4 separate regions of the Sus scrofa genome follow, and regions 1, 3 and 4 are each linked to region 2. Evidence: chromatin contacts called from public Hi-C data. All regions are on one chromosome and are shown on one strand. Each heading gives the region's core, a stretch centred on a gene start, on an enhancer-like site or on the middle of the called end of the contact. The rest is flanking DNA. Distances are from core to core; before and after follow the strand shown. Region 1 holds the start of LTV1 (protein LTV1 homolog). Region 2 holds the start of FUCA2 (plasma alpha-L-fucosidase). Region 3 holds the start of AIG1 (androgen-induced gene 1 protein). Region 4 holds the start of HIVEP2 (transcription factor HIVEP2).

Evidence for each region. A called contact is a pair of places that touch in the nucleus more often than the background predicts.
Region 1: a Hi-C map of liver shows a contact between it and region 2, with 4 times the contacts expected there. The contact joins the promoter of LTV1 here to the promoter of FUCA2 in region 2. A contact is called at or near these places in 1 of 5 promoter capture datasets (liver), 1 of 47 Hi-C or Micro-C datasets (liver) and 1 of 2 datasets of contacts at active chromatin or transcription factors (alveolar macrophages).
Region 3: a Hi-C map of liver shows a contact between it and region 2, with 5 times the contacts expected there. The contact joins the promoter of AIG1 here to the promoter of FUCA2 in region 2. A contact is called at or near these places in 2 of 5 promoter capture datasets (fetal skeletal muscle and liver) and 1 of 47 Hi-C or Micro-C datasets (liver).
Region 4: a contact with region 2 is called in a Hi-C map of liver, with 4 times the contacts expected there. The contact joins the promoter of HIVEP2 here to the promoter of FUCA2 in region 2. A contact is called at or near these places in 1 of 5 promoter capture datasets (liver), 2 of 47 Hi-C or Micro-C datasets (heart right ventricle and liver) and 1 of 2 datasets of contacts at active chromatin or transcription factors (alveolar macrophages).

Annotation. Positions count from the first base shown.
Region 1 is chr1:21,428,972-21,431,671 of Sscrofa11.1, forward strand. LTV1 (protein LTV1 homolog) reads right to left here and starts at 1,281. Exons shown (of 11, transcript XM_021087123.1): 1 at 1,107-1,281. The coding sequence starts at 1,109.
Region 2 is chr1:21,740,777-21,743,476 of Sscrofa11.1, forward strand. FUCA2 (plasma alpha-L-fucosidase) reads left to right here and starts at 1,416. Exons shown (of 7, transcript XM_021072334.1): 1 at 1,416-1,996. The coding sequence starts at 1,791.
Region 3 is chr1:22,163,635-22,166,334 of Sscrofa11.1, forward strand. AIG1 (androgen-induced gene 1 protein) reads right to left here and starts at 1,444. Exons shown (of 5, transcript XM_021072473.1): 1 at 1,094-1,444. The coding sequence starts at 1,234.
Region 4 is chr1:22,239,429-22,242,251 of Sscrofa11.1, forward strand. It overlaps HIVEP2 (transcription factor HIVEP2), which reads left to right and starts at 1,253. Exons shown (of 10, transcript XM_021072421.1): 1 at 1,253-1,631.

The sequences.
Region 1 (2,700 bases), core at 31-2,530, 310 kb before region 2:
TTAAGTGAAACCATAACACAACAGCTGAAGTTTAATAAGATTCGTCATCCTTTCTACTTCTAGTTTTGAAACCGAGTAGGGCTGGGTGGCTCCTGGGCACATAAGCCTTTCTGTGTCCCTCATTTCCTGTTCTTGGGAATAAGCGTCAGCCTCCATGACCTTTCCTGAGTTCCAAAAAGTAGGTTCAAACAGCTGCTAATCAGGGAAGGGGGTGGATGCAGATGCCAGGGAGGAGCAGTCAAGAGACAACTTGGAGTAGGGTCCCAGTCCTTCCTCAAGGAATACAGATAACAATACCTTTGAGCTCTTCCCCAAAACTATAACCCCAACAAATGGAAGATGTTAATGAAGGATTCTGCATTCCAGAAAGATTACCAGCTTTGAAAAACAACAAAAGCTTGCATCTACCCTGATCCTTACCTGTGGTCCTATTTTTCACTCCCAAACTATAAAACCAGCTCCTATGCCCTCCCAAAAAGGGGCACAGTCTTTAGGGCATTAGCCTGCTGTAAACCTCCCCTCCTTTGCCTAGCAAAGCAATAAAGCTATTTCTTTTCTCCTTCACCTAAAACTCTGTCTCCCTGTTTGTATTCAGCAACAATGGACAGGAGCCGAGTTTCGATAACAATTTCACTACCCAACCTTGATTTTCTAAAATAAAAAAGCATTACTCCAGTTACCTAAGTTGCCTGGCTTCAGGGCCAACCTTCCTGTCTCTTTTCTCAGAGCAAAGAGATGGGCAGAAACCTACCCTCCAAAGTCCAGAGAGACTAGAACCCACTCTCTGCCCCACCCCGGAAAGCACAGGTTGGCATGTTTGTGCGGCATGTCACAGGTTTGCAGACGGGGGTGGGGGGCGTGTAAAGAATAGCCCATTCTGTTCTGCCCACTCCCCAAGGAGGCTTGCTTGTGGGAGACCCACTCTGAACTACAAGGCATGCCCGGAGTGGTGAGGGTAGCCTATACTGTGACACTGGGAAGCAAGCAACTTCCCTCCATATTCATACCAGCCTCCCAGTCCCAGGCCGCAGCAGCCACAGGCACTAGAGGAACCAGCCTAGCCTCTGCCAAACCAGAGCGCCCGCCCCGGAGACTGCGAGGCTTACCATGCTGCAGCCGCGCGGTCCTCACCCCAAAAGGAGGCTACCACACTCTCGGAGTCCGGCAGAAAGTGACAGAGTACACCCCGACCGCCACCGAGGTCCAGCTACAGCCCTGCCTTTACGCTGCTCCACACATGCGGCTCCGGGAACCGGCCGGGAAGTAACGCAGGAGGCTGTGGAAATGGACCAATCGCTGAGGAGCTAAGGGTCGCGACCGGAAGTTACGCAAAACTCAGGCCGTCGCAACGATCGCGAGAAGCTATTTGGAGGTGGGGCTGCTCTCCGCTGGGAGGGTCGGGCCTTTCTGGGCAGAATTAAATCAATCCGGGAAGGAAATGGAGGGCGTTTGTGCTGCGGTGAAGTGCGAAAGGGGGGGGCCGCTGGTTAAAGGGAGACCTTGCTTTTATAGCGCCTTCTGCGGAAGACAGAAGCCGTGAAACTACCATCCCCCTTGAAAGTTGTATTCCCTACCTGTCCCCAACAAAACAAAACACGAAATGTGTATGCAGAAGGAAGGTGGGCACCCTCCGGGATCACCGAGATTTCGAGTTCCCGCTCTTTAGGGCGGGCGCGGAGCTGGTCGCCTTAGCAACAGAGTATCCTGGGGCCTGGCTATTCTAGTTCGCTTAATTAGGTCTTTATTTTCCGTTGAAAGAACTGCGTTTAAACACCCAATCAACAACCCCGCCCCCGTTGACAGTAGAAGCACTTGAACTAATAAAACACATTTTCAGAATCTCTTTGGTGTTTGCATGCCTTATCTTAGGCGGAAACTAATGTTTATTCTCTTACAAGCTCTTCCTCAAATGTTTGAAAATAGTTTAAGCAAATAGGCTATAAGCACACCTTAGCCAGCTTTCAGGCAGGTGCTGGTGCACTTTCAGGTTTTCCTGGGCAAAAGAGGATGGAAATGCATTCAAAAATTTTATCAGCAGATGGTTCTTCAGATTTGTATTTCCCCTTCCCAATTTCTGGTGTCTTTCCAATATCTGAATTATCTTGAATTATTTTTATGTCCTACCTTTTACTACTGTAAATATCTATGAAATAGTATGCTTTCATTCCAGTAAAAATTATAGAAACAATTCAGATTAGGATAACTAAACTTGTCTTGGGATAGTGCTTTGCAATGAGGATAATACAGAACACTTCTATATGCTACATACTTTATTATAATTGAGCTCCATGAGTGCAGACTTTGTTTTGTTTTTATCTGTTTTATTTACTACTGTAACTATATTCAGGACCTAGAATCGTGCCTGGCACGTGTATTCAATAAATATTTGTTTAAATGAAGTGACATTCTGGCACTTTACCTGAATTATCTCAAGTCTTATAGACAATAGTAAAACTAACAACACATGGCTTGAACCTAGCCAGAACCCAGATTGGGACTTGAACCCACAGTTTTAATTTAGAATCACTCTCCTGGTGTGTGGACTTACTGAGGATCAGGAATTCAGGGAGAGGGAAAGTGACAGGCAAGAAATAGATTTAAGAGAGAACACTTGTGAGAGATGCACGCAGGCAGGCAAGGAGGCTCTGCCCAGAGGATTAGGTAGGCTAGCTACAGTTTTATAATTCAAGGGAAGTGGGG
Region 2 (2,700 bases), core at 166-2,665:
CTGCTGGATCCCTCCTTTCCGTATCCTGAAAATTTGGGGAGCCTTTCTGGTGGAAGCAGTGGTCTTGGGACTCCACTGAACAGCATCAAGGGGGTGAAGGCCCTTATACCTGGGATGACAGTGGTCACTGCTGCTCCCTGTCTTTGCAGAGATAGGAGAATGAGGGCAATAGCTACTTAGTGTCATTTCCTTCTTTCTTCTTTTATAACATTTGTGTAAAGGAAACAAGCAGCCTCAGATGGAGTCACTTATGCTAAACCCCACCAAGACTTAGTAGCTAACTTAACTGCAGTTTCAGCCTCTCCCAGGAGTGGAATTTTATACCAATCAGTCTGAAATGACCCAATCAGCAACTAGTGAGGTAATCTTACCTGGACCCCTTGCATTTCCCTAAGGGAAGGTGACCTTATCTAAAATAACACACTCTTTGAACTTCCTTGTTCCACCCTCCTTTTGCCTGAAAAAATCTATTTTGTACAACTCCATGGGTCACCTTTTTATTTGCTAGATAGGAGGCTGCCTGTTCATGAATCGTTGAACGAAGCCAATTTGATCTTTTTTGCTCCACTGACGTTTGTTTTTTGAACACAGTCGATAGAACCCAGGTTTGCTGAAGGACTTCAACGAATGTGCTTTGAGTGCTGCTCTACCCAGGCTCTGCTGTAAATGCAGAAACTACAGAAAGGAATGTCCCTATTCCTTTCTTCAGGGTGCTCACACACAGCCTAGTGGGAAATGAAATCTGTATCCTAACAAGACAAGCCGTGGACGCCTGTATTAGTGGTTGGAATGAGGTGTTAATGGAAACACACAGGAGGGAGGGTGGTGACAGCTTCACAGAGGCAGTGACATTTGACCTAGTGCAGGGAAAGATGAGAGGGTTTTTTGTTTTGTGTGTGTGTCTGTATTTCGTTTTGTTTTGTTTTTTCTGGAGCAGAGAGGTGGGGGTTCTGGCTTTTCTTAACATGGGGAGACAGCTTCTGACTGATGTTCCTTGATTAATCATTCCAGGTTTCTGGCTTCTTTCCCAAGCCTGCAGATTCTTAAGCATTCATTTCACTGGCTTCACCTGCCTTAGATCACCTTGTTTTCTCTTGCAGGGTTTCTCAAAGTTTGGTGCTCAGACCAGCAAGATCGTCTCTTGGTTAGAAATTCAAATACTGGGTTCCCAACCAGAATTGGAAATGCTTGGAAATGTCACCTGATACAGGCTCAAAGAAGTTGAGAGTCACAGTTCTAAACACACCCAGGGCCTTTGCCAGGAGCAGGGGCGGGTGGGATGAGGTGCAAGTGGCGTGTAAAATGCAGAGGCTGAGAATGATCTGGGCAGAGGCTGAGGATGATCTGGGCTTTTCCGTGCCACGAGCCTGGGCGGGAGGAGATGAGCCATCTGAGGTTCCCTGCCTTGGTCTTCCGGTCCACGGTTCCACATGGGTTGGTCTGTCGCGTGCTTTCTCCAGCAGTTTCTGGAAGGATCCTGTGGCTTCAAGGGAGAGGCAGTCCCACGAGTCCCTGAACCGGACTCGTTTTTCTCCCCAAAGCGGATAGACAGGAGGCTTGGCTGAGCAGCCTCAGGGTTGGCTTTGGGCCCCCTCAGTTGTGCAAGTGAGCGATGCAGGCCTCCTGGGGTCCTTTGGCTCCCCGAGCCAGAACCGGAGCCACTCCCATCCCAGCGGGGAGGGAGCCTTACTCCAAGGTCAGGTGACCGTTACGACTCGCAGTCAGCCAGGGACGCGGAAGGGCGGCCGCTGGCAGGCCCTGGTGAGCGGACGGGAGTGCAGGCGCGGGCCATGAGGTCCCTGGAGCTACCCCGGCTCCCGCTGCTGCTGCTTCTGCTGCTGCCGCAGGGCCCCGCTGGCGGCGCAGCGCGATTCGACCCCACCTGGGAGTCCCTGGACGCTCGCCAGTTGCCCGGCTGGTTCGACCAGGCGAAGTTCGGCATCTTCGTCCACTGGGGCGTGTTCTCCGTGCCCAGTTTTGGGAGCGAATGGTTCTGGTGAGTGCGCCTCCCTCCGTCTCCTCTGACCCTGCTTTGGTTCCCTCCAGCCCGACCCAGATCCCGCCTTTGCGGCTTTGTTTTGCCCTCTAGTCAGTTTCGCCTCCTGCTGTTTTAACTGCATTTGGCATTTCCGGGTGTTAAGTGTGTAATTTATTGTGTTAGTGGTTCGTGCTGATGAACGCTGAATTTTTCTTCCCTGTGACTGCAGGAGTTGTCAGACACTTCATGTGGCTCCCGCTTCTCAGCTTGTTGATGATTACACTTATTACGTTGTAGTTCTCACTCTGCAGCCTCCGAGTGACAGAAACAGCAGGAAGTAATCTACTTGTGTGGGGTGAGATGGTGAAGCTTGGGCCTAAACCGCAGTCCATTGAGATACAGACTCGATGTCCCACCGCTGTTCCGCTGCTACCTGTCAATTTTCAGTTGTTCTGCCATGAAGTGTGATTTAAACATACATGTATGTGTTTGTGAAACTAAAACTGACAGCACCTATGACTTGAACCCAGCCAGAACCCAGACCGGGACCTGAACCCAGGTGCCAGGGACTCGAACCCAGCCTAGACCCAGATGGGGACTTGAACCAACAGCGTGTAAATTAGACTCACTTCCCTGGTGTCTGGACTTGCCAAGGTTCAGGTTCTTTATGCCTCCATACAGAAGGAATTCAGCGAAAGACAAAGAGATGCGCAAGAAATAGG
Region 3 (2,700 bases), core at 194-2,693, 420 kb after region 2:
AATGGTATATCTACACAAAGACCCTCTGATTGCATGCTTTGAGGGATCCTAAGCCTTTGGAAATATCTCAAAACAGGTATCAAGTTCTCTTCATCAAAATGGAGGGTCAACAATTAAGAGATTACAATCATGCTCAGGTGGCCAACCTCCTGTATAATCTTGGCTAGGCAGTACTGGCAATCCAGGAATAGGTTCTACATTTTGTCTAGTCCTTAGAACTCCTTGCTTCTGTTTTCTCTGTCCATGCTTGATCATCTTTTGGTGTGTGTTTGAGCCAGTCTTAGTCACCTTTCACCTTCAAGTTCCCTGGCTCCACCCATGTCCCTATTGGGTCTTATGCTCATGTTCTGATTCTCTGGCCCTTTTAGTGCCAGAAGTGGATTAAAAAAAAAAAAAAAAAAAAAACTAAACAACTGCAACTGCCAAGGTTGTCATGTTGTGCCAATAGAGGAGCTGCTTATGCAAACTACTGCGAACTTTTATATGGGAAGATATGGAAAAGTGTAGAGTCACAGTGCAAATGCATTTTGAAACTCTCTATGGTCTAATGTTTAGGGGGGGAGGTTGAAAGTAAATACTGACAATGGGCAAAAAACAGATGCAAAGAAGACAACTTTATTAGGCACTTGCTCTTCTTTATGAGCTTTCTCTTCTTTATGAGGAGGACTTTGGTCCTTTCAGAGGAAGCGCCAAAACAATACCCAGTTTCCTTCAGCTGCTGCAACTTGATCCCACGGTGGGTGCTCTGGAAAGCACGTTGGGGGCCAATGCGGGCCACTCATGATCAAGGTCGTCGGATCCATTTGCTAAGTTGAGAATCTTCCCCTATCACCTCTTAGAAGCAAGTGTGTTTCTCCCTCCAAATAGCCTACCACCTGGCTGCACCCCACCTCCACTCGTGCCCAGCTACCAGGTGAGGTTAGGTGCTTCAGAAGGTGTTGCTGCGGGGGCACCCAGGCCTTCAGACCCGGTCACTGGGCAAGAGACGAGGACGGGGGTGGATGCTGCAGGCGCGCGCAGGTGCTCGCACACCCACCAACACACACAGGCTCGGAGTGCAGGAGGAACAGGGGTAGGCGGGGGATGGCCTTACCAGATCAATGAACGTCAGGAATTTCCAGCTCCCTCCGTAGGTCTGATGCGAGGGCATTTCGATGGCCTTGTAGTTGCACAGAATAGAGCAGTAGGACAGCAGGATGGCCACCCGCAGCACCTGGCAGGGGACAAGCGCCATGTTCGCGCAAGGCCTGGGCGCGCCCGGCGGCGGGGAGGGCGGGCGGCCGGGCGTGAGGCGCAGGGGGCGGGCGGGGGCCGTGGGAAACCCTGCGGCGGGCGAGTGGGCGGGGCGGGGCGCTTCCCGCGGGACCGGCGTGGGCGTGAGCGATCGGGCCCGTCCACCTCGCGGGCGGGGCTGGGCGGCGTGTGCGGCCCCGGTGGCGACCGGGTGGGCGGCGTGGCGTCAGCTCTTTCGTCATCTCCGTCATTCTGCTCCAGCGTTTGCCCGGCGCAGAGACCCGGCCGGGGACGCCCGCTCGGCGTCCCTAGAGCAGGTGGGCGGCCTCCGAGGGCGACCCGAACCCCGGGAGCGCGCGCCGAATGCGCGGGTCGCCGCCTGTGGCATCAGCCGGGCTGAGCGGGCGCGGGGGACAGGAAGCCCGCGAGGAAGGAGGGACCCCGGGGACTCGCCGACTGAGTGGCACCGATGGGAGCGTTCACGAGGGGTCTGAACCCGCCGCGCCTTGGTAGCCCTCGAGTGACTTGTTTTATTTTGAGCCCAATTGGAATTTTGGTGTTCGACTACTGTTAATCTATAAAATTCCCTTACCAATTCCATTTGATAGACCGCCCTGCCCTTTTCCACCGGAGATTTACAAACATCCTATGAGTATATAACAACGCAGATTATGGACTTTGGTCATGAGGCTTATAAATAAAACCCTGTTTAGAAGGAGTGTCAAATCTGTTATTTAACAGTTTCTGCTAAGAGATTTCGTTCAGTTTGAGAGCAGATTGTCCTGAGTCTGGATGTAAAACCTGTGTGTGTAATTTAATACTAATCATTTGAGGTTTTAAACTGTTTTTGCCCTTTTACTTATTTTTTTCCTACACTACACTACCAGGGCTTAATAGGAAGAAAATAAATATAAACTGGATTCCCTCCACCTCCCAGTAAGTGTGGTCACATTGAAGTCGCTTCAGTCCGTGGGCAGCTTTTTTTTTTTTTTTTTAATCATGATCACATTTCAGCTAACCAGATGCAGGGTCACATTATGAAAAGACAACATAGGTATTTCCTGTGGATCCGTTTAAAACAGGTGTCCTCTGCAAATAGTATGTGAGTCAGAGAATGTGGCATGAGGGGGCAGGGAAAGCAGGGTGTTAGAGGTAAAGTAGCAACTCCTGAATGTCTTGCTGCATTTTTCCAACCAAAGTCTTAAAGAAACCCAGTAGGTATTTTCTAATTGGCCTTAGAATTATGCTAATAGAAATTAATGTCCCTCAAATCAAGATAATTCCAAGAAGATTCTACTAACGTAGAACTATTTATTATTGAAAATTTCTAGTTTTATCTTTATGTAAAAGTTGAGTGCATTTTTAAAAAATTGTGTATTCATGCTACATGTTCATAAAGTTGCAAAATTAAGTAGCAGATCTACTAAAGAGCTGTCTTTCTTACTGGGTCCTTAATAAAGTTTTGAG
Region 4 (2,823 bases), core at 3-2,502, 500 kb after region 2:
GGCGCGGACGGGGGGCGGGGAGGGCCTATCGGGCCCGCGGCGCCGGGGCAGTCAGCTCTGCTCGGCTCTGCGCGGCCGCTGGGGCGCCCGGGAGGGGTGGCGCACGTTCCTTGCCCGGCCCGCAGACCACCCGGAGGAGGCGCTCTGAGAGTACGCCCGGCCCGGTGGCCATCCTTTCGCCGCGCTCCTGCCGCCGCGGCCGCCTGGGAACCTCCCCTAAGGGTGCACACAAGTCCACACAGGCAGGGTAACGGCTCGAGGGAGCCCCGGTGTCCCCCGGGTGTTGCCGGGCCGGGGAGGAAGCCCAGGGCCCCGGCCCCCACTCGCCTGGGATTCCCCCGTCCCCCGGCCCCGCTGTCCCCGCGCTGGGTGTGATTTCACTCGCGTCCCTTCGGAGGAAGGGAAGCTCGCAGACTGGAGGCGGCCGCTCGCCACAGGTCTCAGCACTGCCACCAGGAAACCGGCAGCTGCTCCTCTCGCAGCTGCTCAAACCGATTTGAATACCCCGGCGAGGGCGGGCCGCGATCCCCGAGCTGGGTGCGCCCAGGGCACCCTGGTGAGTGACCCCAGCGAAGGCAACTGGGGCATTTCGAGCGCGTGAAAAGTTCATGCTTCCGCAGGGGCCCGGAAAGTGCTAGTAAAACACTTTGCAAAGCTCCACAAACGCAGCCAGGACCTACAATATGATTTTATTTTATTTTTTGACCGATAGCATTAATGTTGCATAGAGGCGGGGCCACAGAGAGAAAAGGGATCGGAGGAACCCGGACAAAAATCATAAAGACAATTCTAATTAAAGACAATACGAATTATTCTATAATTCTCTTTGTCTTCTAGATGAGGAAAGATCTGGGAAATGGGAAGATAGGAGTGGGAGGGAGGAGGTTTCCGCATCCCTAAAGGAAATTCTCAGGCTCCTAGAGACGCCCAAGTTTTTTTGCATGACAAGTAGAGACTGGCTCTCTGGGGAGATCCCTGGATCCGAGCGAGCGGGAGCGCGGCTGCAGCGGGGCCGGGCCTTGACTTCCCGGTCGCTTCCCTCCCCCGTCGCGCCGCACAACCCTCTCCGCTCGCCGGCTCCAGACTGGTTTTTCTGGTTCGGCCTCCCTCCCTGGGACGCGCTGGGGGATCCGATGACGTCGCTGGCTGAGTCTCTCCCTCTTCCTCCCTCCCTCCGCCTCTCCCCCCGCCCGCCCTCGCCGCGCACTCCTCCTAGTAACTTCTGTTCGGGGAGGCGCTGCCAGGAATAACCCCGTGCGTCCACAGACCGGGAGGGGAGGCGGCCGCTGCGGCTCCCGCACGCAGACTGCTGCGGCCCGGGCCTCGCGGCTCCCTCCCGAGCCCGGCGGCCCCTGTCCCGGGACCATCTCCGTACAGTGTCAGAAAAATAAATAAAGGAAAGAGGAGCCTGGGCAGGCGGTCGGGATCGCTTCCCTCCCTCCGTGCCCGCCCTCCCTCCCTCTGTCCTTAAGGAAATGCTACCAGACACCCCCCACCAGACACGCTCAGCCTTGGCGAGGAGCGGCCGCCGCGGCAGCGAGAACAAGGGCACCAGGGGGGTTTCCTCCCCCTCCTCCTCTCCCTCCTCTTCCTCCTCCTTCTCCTCCTCCTTCTCAGCGGTGACTTTCCAGGTGAGCGGCCGCCGCTGCTGCTGCTGCTGCTGCGAGGATCCCCCTCGCCCGCTCGGGCTTGGGCCGCCGCGTCGCGCCCTCCTCCGGCTCCTGTCACCCGGCGGCGGCCGGGAGCTGACAGCCGCCCTAGGGGCTCGCGGCCCAGAGGCGGGCGGCCGGCGGGAGGCGGGCTGGAGGTGAGGGGGGTGGAGAGGAGGCAAGCGGGGCGCCACCGAGCGCTGTCTCTCCCCGCCGGAGGAGGGTCTCCGCAGAAACATCCTCGGTGACTGTGGCACAAGTCTCCGCCAAGTTGTGTCTTGGACGTTGAAGCTCCTGGGAGCCCGGAGCAACTTGGAGGGTCTCCCGGCTCGTTAATCATATTCCTACACGTCTCGACTTTGGGGTGCTGGGTGCAGCCTTGGGGTGCGCGGAGGGCGGACCAACCATTCGGGTGAGCAGAGCGGCGGGAATCTAGGTTCCTCGGCTCGGTAAGTGGCCTCGGCGCGGTGTTTTTCCTGCCTCCCTTAGCATTAGCAGCTCGTTTCACTTTACAGCGAAATCGCCGCTGCCGGACCCCATCGCCCTCCCGGCGCGCGCCCTCGGCCCCTGGTCTACGGCGCAAGGGTGAGGGTCGGAGGGGGCGGGGATGGGGGAGACCTCAGGTGGGGGGGTCCGGCGCGTTGGGAAATGCGGGGAATACCCTGGCCGAGGATCTATGCAGATGAGGGGTGGCTGCTTTGCGTAATGTCCTGGGGGGAGGGGGCGGCGCGGGAGCGCTGGAGGCAGGAATGTGCCTGGTTGCTAATGAGGGACGTGCACCGGCGCGCACCGCCCGGCCACCGCTGCGGCTGCCGCGGCCGCTGGCCGCCCGTCGTCAGGTAGCGGGGGAGGGGGCCGCGCGGCGCGGGTCGGGGGCGGGCGGGAGGCACGAGGGCCGGGCCGCCGGCCTAAGGCCGAGCGAGGGCAGTGAAGGCGCCGGCTGTTGGCATTTCGGCGACTCCTTTCTCCTCCCGAGCCGGGAAGGAAGGAAGGAGAGAAGGAAGGAAGCAAGGAAGGAGGGGACTGTCTCGATGGAAGGTTCAGGAGGAGGCGCCCTGGCTTTGCGGGTGCACCGGCCGCGGAGCGGCTCCCGGCGCGGCGGGCTGGCCGGGGGCGCTCGGAGACGGGTGGGGCGGTTTGCATGCGTGTTGGTCTGTGCGTCTGCCCGGGGACC